2 separate regions of the Anas platyrhynchos genome follow, and region 1 is linked to region 2. The links are chromatin contacts, called in public Hi-C maps. All regions are on one chromosome and are shown on one strand. Each heading gives the region's core, a stretch centred on a gene start, on an enhancer-like site or on the middle of the called end of the contact. The rest is flanking DNA. Distances are from core to core; before and after follow the strand shown.

Region 1 (3,936 bases), core at 47-2,546, 97 kb after region 2:
CAGGAGATCTTATCACTTTGGATAAATACCTGAAGGGAGGGTGCAAAGAGGACAGAGCCAAGCTCTTTTCAGTGGTGCCCAGGGACAGGACAAGAGGCAATGGACACAGACTAGAACACAAGAAGTTCCTCCCGAATATCAGGAAGCACTTCAGTGCTGTGTAAGTGACAGAGTACTGGCACAGGTTGCCCAGAGAGGTTGTGTGGTCGCCCTCCTTGGAGATCCTCAAAAGCGATTTGGATATGGTCCTAGGTAACCAGTTCTGTGTGGCCTTGCTTGATCAGGGACAAGGTGGCCTCCAAATGTCTGTTCCAATCTCAACCATGTTGTGACCCTGTGAAATTCTGCTTAGGAAAGTAGTGGATTCAAGTTACATCTGAGGTCTTGTGTTCTGCTCTCCTTTGAATTCAATCAGTTCTCACTGTCTTTCAAAGTACCTCCATATTTATTTTTTTCTCTGTTCCTGGTCTGTCTATACACCTTTGTAGTCTGCACTGTAGAGGCTGGACCATCCCAGAGCAGAGGGGCAATTCAAGACATGTCTCTGGGTGTGGCTCCTTTGCAGATCTTTGCCTGCAGCTATGCCATGCTCACTGCACTTCTCGAGGCTTCTCTGAAGCCTCAATGTGTCCTGAAACAGAAATGGCATGGAAGCTGGGAAGTTGAATTCAGAATATCCCAACCAAGATGAGAGGCAGTTTACAGTCTGCCAGACTGCTCGTTGTCCAGCACAGTGCTGAAGGTGGATGTAGCACGCCCTGATACACCGTGAAATGTCTTTCATCTCTCAGGAAAATGCCTAGAATTTCAGGCAGTAACAAAGATTTCCGTGCCTTTATTTTCCATGCCTATATCCATCTCAAGGAAACTTGGCATACAAATAGAGATATGGAAATCAAAGGTAAATTTGAATAAAAAATAGATCATAAGAATGTGAAATGCAAAATACAGGCTATAGCATGTTTTATAAGGTCCCTGTCAGGCAGAGACACAAATCTTCACAGAGACAGGAAATTGTTTAAAAGCCATTTAAATTTTCCAGACTTTAGAACAAGACTGACTTTGGCCTAAGCTCTAGTCTTTTATGTAGAAAATTTGGGCTGGATCATAATTTCCCTCTTCACTGCCTCCTAAAGTGAAGCTGCCCTCAGCTCCCCGTAGTTCTTTTGCTGCCATTTGCATGGGCAGAAGAATTCTGTGGTGAGTAGAAATGTAGTTGTGGCCCTGCTCTCCTGTCTTAAGGGCTCGGGCCAGAAAAGCAGGCTGAACAGGAGGGGGAAGAAAGAAGGGAAGCAGGTGCAAAGTAAATTGTTACTGACTTGTTTCCTGAAGTACAACTGCTGCTACGATTAACACAATACTCCAGAGTGGAGCCAAAGTCTATGAGTCATCTGTTGTTTAGATAAAGGCATTACTGGGTCATAAATTAGAGATGAGCAGAGGTAGAGAAATACACCTACAAGATATAAATTATGACTCCTACTCTATTTTAACCTTGTCTTCCAAATCTGGAAGAGAGGTTCATTTCTGTATTATGCTTCCTGGCATCTTTCCATGAGGTGGATGCAGGAATTCCCAGAACTGCTTGCTCTCTTCCCTACAAAAAGTTTAGCAATGCTGCTTCCCTGGCAGGGCTTTACCAAGTTCTTCAGAGGGGAATTGAGAGGATAAAAAGTGATCTAAAGCAAATTTGCATTTTGTCCAAACTGTGGCAGATGGCAGCATCAGCTCATTTTGCATGGGCTTGATGTTTTCCTCTCGCACTTTCTGCCATTCACATTGTGGGCTTTAGAAAATGTTTTGCATATGGTTTGCTGTCTGTTGTGATTCAATTGAGTAAATTAATCTCTGTCATTTAAATGCTATTAGCTTTACAAAATCTGTTTGGAAACTCTGTAATCTGTTCCATTCACTGAGGGGCCATCACTTAGAATAGCTATGCCGCAAGTTTTCTCTTTAGCCAAAAGTATCCAGTAAGGTAAATGATAATCTGCAAAAATTAGAGTAGTGATGAGTCTTGTCCCATGGATTCATACAGAGAAGTCAAACCTTCTCTTCAGGTTCTTTTAAAATCTAGCTTGTGTTTGGCAGGTGTGGCCAAGCCCTGCTCCTCACCAGTCTCACTGATAGAAGTTAAAATAGTTAAACTCATACTGATTTGCAATGGAAAGTCTTGTGCTGTGATTATTCACTTTGCATGAGATAAGAAGGCCAAATTAATCTGAATAATCTGACTTAAACTAAGACCTAGTTCTGCAAATTGCCTGTACAACCAAATGCCTATATCTCCCTGACAGCAATGGGAATTTACTGCAAATTCATTCTCAAGTTGTATCTGCTGCAAGGCTGTGCAGATTTCCCACTTTCAGTGGAAGACCATAGGGCAGAGGAAGTGGCAATAGACCAGTATCAAGATATTTGCTCATGTGCTGCCTCTGCTTCGTGAGCTAAATCACGTAGAAATCCTGCTTTTCCACTTGTTTAAATATGCTAGGTGGTCTGGATTACAAAGTCAGCATAGACATTAAATGAGCAGCTACAATCATATAACAAACAACATACTGTCAGGTGCTGTAGTTTTTTTGTGTCTTTTCAGCAATCTGCCCAGGTGATGGGGATGAAATCAAAATATGACCAATATCTCTTTGATAATAAGAAACTGTATTTTTCTTAATTGACTGCACTTTCCTTTCTTTTCAAATATCTCTTCCCTCTTTTAGAATTTATATTTTCACCAAGATTTCATTCTTTCTAAGTCTGAATGGACACTAGGGAGGTTTACAGTTAGTGAAATGGGGATCTGAAACATCTGCATGTCTCTTCATAAATACCAAATTCTGTTCCAGAGAGTTATTTTTAATATTTTCTACTTATTGATGTATCAATCATATCTTCTGAATATTCCCTCTCTGCAGGTGCTGGAGAGTCAGGAAAGAGCACTATTGTAAAGCAAATGAAGTAAGTACATGAATATTCACATCAGTTGTTGAATATGGTATTTGTAGCATAAGCTATCTAACATCTTATTGCAATATTTATGTTATTTGAATAAAATGCAAAGAAACATCATTAAAATCAAGTTCTCATTCAGACACATAAACAAAAATACAAAGTGACTAAGACACACAGCTGGATTGGTAATCAGATCTGTCTGATCAAATCATGCACCTGTCCAACCCTTTACTGAAGCTTCCTCTTTGGCTTCAGTGGGAGTTGCAGTACTGTGGTGAGACCATATAAGATAACAGGCCATAGCATGTTCACCTAGCCTAGTATCTCATCTCCTGAAGTAGCTACTGGAGGATACACATGCAAACACACTGTAATACTTTCACTGAATACCCTGCCAATATCTGGTGATCTGTGACTCAGGGACCATCCCGAACCAGAGAAACAGAGATGGTATCAGCATGGTAAATAGTCCTCAGTTAATTCATGTCAGTTTTCTCCCAAATCTCTTTTGAAACTATGTTAACTAACACCTTTATCTCCCTTTGTTCAATTTTAATTTTGTCCATATCACTATCATTCAATTTCCCTGTATTACAAGTGAAAATATTGAAATATTCACATGATGTAACCGTAGTGTCAAGATTTTTTCTTCCTTCAAACTGGGTTCTGTGGGTCATTCTTGGTCCTATGAAAAAAAAAAAAAAAAACTGCAAAACTTTAAAACATGATCCCACTTTGTAAGCACTAGCATCTTGCTGTGAAAAAAAAAAAAAAAAAAAGTGTCTTAAGTTATCCTAAATATTTTATAGCTTCAGTGATGTATTTCAAAGAGTGAAGTAAAAAATGTCATATCATAAAAGTAATTTTCTACTACATAAGCAGCTCATTTTCTAACATGACAGATTCAGTACTATCCATCAAATATTTTGCTATTTTTTTTTGTTTGATTGTTTGCTTTGTTCCACTTCAGTGGTGGATAACTTT
Region 2 (3,864 bases), core at 1,090-3,589:
CTGGACATGAAATCATGTGATAGCCACTGCCTGTGAAATCTACTTTGGGAAAGCCAATAATGGAAGAGGTTTAATACATGTTGTATATCTGTCATTTTAACATGCCTCTACTACCTCCTCAAGCCTGTAAACTCTCTCCCTGCCCTTCAGGCAGTCAGCATGAAAGCTTAGTCTTCAGAAGGAAAGCCAAGATTCTACATGCCAAGCTTCAATCAGGCAAGACTTGCTGTGAAGCATATTTGCAGAGCTAATTTGAATAATGGATACAAATTTCTAAATCAATATTTAAAATGCAGCAACACAAAAGCCTTCACTACTGTACCGGCTCCCCACAGGATCATTTCCATGCCAAGTTTAGTTTGTATGGGTAAAGTTTTTCAAAACTTTCTGTCCTTCAGGAAAAGACAGGTATGCCAAAAAGTAATTCATCCAGTAGTCAAAGGTAGAGATTTCTTATTTAAAACATGTGACAAGACAAATATGATAATTATATATATGAAAAGTTCATAAGAAATGTTTCGTACTAAAGGGCTAACATTTAAGATTAAATCCTAATCCTAAAATTGTTACCAAAAACTTCCATAACATGATGGATTTTGATGTGATGATCAGATAGAGACAACCAGTATTCTCCTCTGGTCAACGGAAACTGTATCTTCAGGACATCCACACTTGTATTTTGCAAACATAAACAGAGAGGAAACCTTGGACAAGTCCAGCATTTGGCACCTTGTCTGGTTTACAACACAGATAACTTCTGATGTAACGTCTTGGTTCTTATTTCTTTGAGGAGTAACTTAGAGTCTAGTTCTGGACATCTATATGTATAATTCAAGTTGATTTTGAAAAACAAACAAACAAACAAACAAACAAATAAAAAAACACTGATTAGTCATCATTTTAAAGGGTCTCTTGAGTGTTACAAGAAGTGCTCCCACCTGAGTATTAGGATATCATCTCACTGGGATGAGAGATCATACCCCACAACTCAACAGGTGCCAAGCTTGATTTTCTTAATAAAAGAGACTGCTATTCTGTCTTCATAACTCTGCAAGGTATTCATATATAGTTAGAGACAATAAACAGACTCATTAACACACATGGATAAATATTTTATTTCCATAAATTATGGCCACAGGTGAATAGTGACATAACCACCATAATTTCAGCTACACCTGACCTACCTGTCATCTAACTTTTAGAAAAAGCTTGATGAGGTACTGGTTCTCAGCGGGGCCAGCACTATTACCTTGAAAATGGAGATTGGAAATGGATTATTTCCCGCTCCCTGTAAACCCCCTGCAAACCCCTGCAGAACACCCTGGAGATACATTTTTGCAAGGTAGGCTAAGTTAGCCTTACATGTATTTTTTTTATTACTATTATTATTATTATTTCCTGTCATTCAAAGCTGCTATCATGGCTACCCTGTTAGCTAGGTATTGTTAATATTGGTGTAAATGTGTTATTTAAACATATATCTGCTTGTCTAGCCACATGCATTGTAATATTTTTGTTCTTCCCAGTTAAAAAAAAAAAAAAAGACCAAAAAAAGACCTCTTTTCTCTAAAACCAAAGCATATCCCATAATAAAGATATAATACTGGTTAAGGTCTAGAGCCTTGATTTACAACTGAAAGTCCAGAACAGATGCTGTAACCATATTTAAGCAAATATTTTAAGTACACAGTTACAGAGATACATTTCTAAACATTTCATCAGTGTCAGTAAAACTGAATTTAAATGCTCAAGCAGGTTATGTTCACATCTTCACGGGCACAGGAAGCAGAAAGAATAAGAAAAGATGAGTTTTCAGGATGAAGAGTGGGGATATTAAAAAAGGTGAATCTTGAAAATGGGTGTTGTTTCTTTGATGTCAAGGGGTGGTGAGTGAGGCTCCTGAGCGTTGGGTGTTACATATTTTGTTATGTCTTTCATCAGAAGGAGTCAGTCTGGCTCTTTGAGCAGGTACCAGGAGCATGCTCTGCCTGCAGAAGCTGTCAAGCAGTAAGTGGAGCATCATTTATGTTGTTCACAGGCCTGGGAGAACATGACCCAAGTTCAAATATTTCATTATTTCTTCAGAAGCTGAAATGCAACTTTGTAAAGTAAGCATTCTCTATATCTAGATCTCTTAGAAGCTGTATGCTAGCATATATGAACTAATTAGGTAATTGTTGCAACACTACTAAGCTGTGTGAGGTGGTGATGCAATGCAGATAAATGCGCATAAAGGGGCCCCAGTTTAAGTCTCACCGTGTCCAACTGTATCCACCCTAATCCCAGTGCAAGGGTGAGTAGCCCTGAACACGTGTTTTGGAGAATTCAGACTGCCAGCCTAGATATTGCATTGCCATCTAGTGCCCATCTCACAAACTGCAGGCCGAGGCCTAGAGGTTAAGATGCACAGTGCTATCTATAAAACTAAGGGTGATTTTAGTTTTATTTTTTTCCTGTTCTTTTTCTTTTTATTTTTAGTGTCCTTTTTTTTTTTTTTATAACTAAATAATATATTTTTTTAATATATTGTGATGACAGCACAATAATGGAGGGCCTCTAATGAAGGCTACAAATGTGACCGAGGGACAGGAGCACCTCTCCTATTAGGAGAGGCTGAGAGAGCTGGGACTATTCAGCCTCAGAAGAGGAGGCTCAGGGGATCTCATCAATGTCTATAAATACCTTAAGGGAGGAAGCAGAGAAAATGGAGCAGGGCTCTTTTCAGTGGTGCCCACTAACAGGACAAGAAGTCATGGACAAAAACTGAAACTCAGGAGTATCCGTTTGAATATCAAAAAAGCATTTCATTGTTGTGAGGGTGACTGATCACTGGCACAGGTTGCCCAAAAAGGGCGGTGGAGTCTCTCTCCTTGGAGATCACAGAATCATTAATGTTGGAAAAGACCTTCAAGATCATCTGGTCCAGCCATCACCGTACTACCAATGTCACCCACTAAACCATGTACCTAAGCACCAGGTCAAACCTTTCCTTGAAAACTCCCAGGGACAGTGACTCCACCACTTTCCTGGGCAGAGATTCAAAAGCCACTTGGAGATGGTCCTGAATAGACCTGCTCAAGGCATCCCTACTTAGGCAGGGAGTTGGACCAGATGACCTCCAGAGGTCCCTTCCAACCTCAACTGTTATGTGATTGATTCTGTGATTCTGTGATTCCGGGAATGTGCCCCTCAAAATTCAAAAGCCAAAACTGTAAAATGTGCATTTTTAATTATTATTTAGTTTTCATTTATTTATTTAATTATTTATATTATTCAGGGTTTCAGGCTGCAAGAAGTTATATATTCTCAAGTGCATTTTGGAGCATCCAGAAAGTGTCTGTAAAAAAAAAAAAAAATGTTTAGAAGAGGTTGGTGGTTGGCAAGAGGAGTTAATACAAATCTGCTTATGAGCTATTTAGTTGTGATATCTTTTCATTCAGTTCTCTTTTCTGCCCACAAAGAACTTTGGGGAAGGTTCCGTATAAGTACTCAGGTGTGAAGAGTACATCTATGGAAAGAGATTATAGAATGATCTAGGAAGACTTCCCACATGACATGCTTTGGGATATTTGAAACACTCATGATGGATGATAATTATGACATGGACTCTATGGGAGACCCAGGCCTTCCTAAACTATATGCTAAATAAGTAAATAAATATATTTATTATTATTAAATATATATATATACTTAGATATATTGCTTTCATACAGTGAGGCAACTGAGAATATTCACAGCATTCCTGTTTTCCCTGGTTTGTTTCCATGTGCATACAACCACACTTTCTAGGGTATCATCAATGAATAGGGGATTGGTGGGAAGCAAACTCACTAGTGGGATGATGCTTCTGGTTCTTCAGCCTGT

What was found. A called contact is a pair of places that touch in the nucleus more often than the background predicts.
Region 1: a Hi-C map of skeletal muscle shows a contact between it and region 2, with 3 times the contacts expected there. The contact joins two enhancer-like sites. A contact is called at or near these places in 2 of 8 Hi-C or Micro-C datasets (skeletal muscle and subcutaneous adipose tissue).

What each region holds. Positions count from the first base shown.
Region 1 is chr1:11,460,530-11,464,465 of IASCAAS_PekinDuck_T2T, forward strand. It overlaps LOC101797418 (guanine nucleotide-binding protein G(t) subunit alpha-3), which reads left to right. Exons shown (of 9, transcript XM_072028538.1): 3 at 2,916-2,958. The coding sequence starts at 2,954. Among named protein-coding and RNA genes, the nearest start is that of CD36, 53 kb to the left of the region's middle. Within about 2 kb of position 1,297, at least 1 of the 8 cell types and tissues checked has an H3K27ac peak or open chromatin away from gene starts, as enhancers often do. A contact at or near this core is called in subcutaneous adipose tissue, where this site is marked.
Region 2 is chr1:11,362,707-11,366,570 of IASCAAS_PekinDuck_T2T, forward strand. No RefSeq gene overlaps it. Among named protein-coding and RNA genes, the nearest start is that of CD36, 45 kb to the right of the region's middle. Within about 2 kb of position 2,340, at least 1 of the 8 cell types and tissues checked has an H3K27ac peak or open chromatin away from gene starts, as enhancers often do. A contact at or near this core is called in subcutaneous adipose tissue, where this site is marked.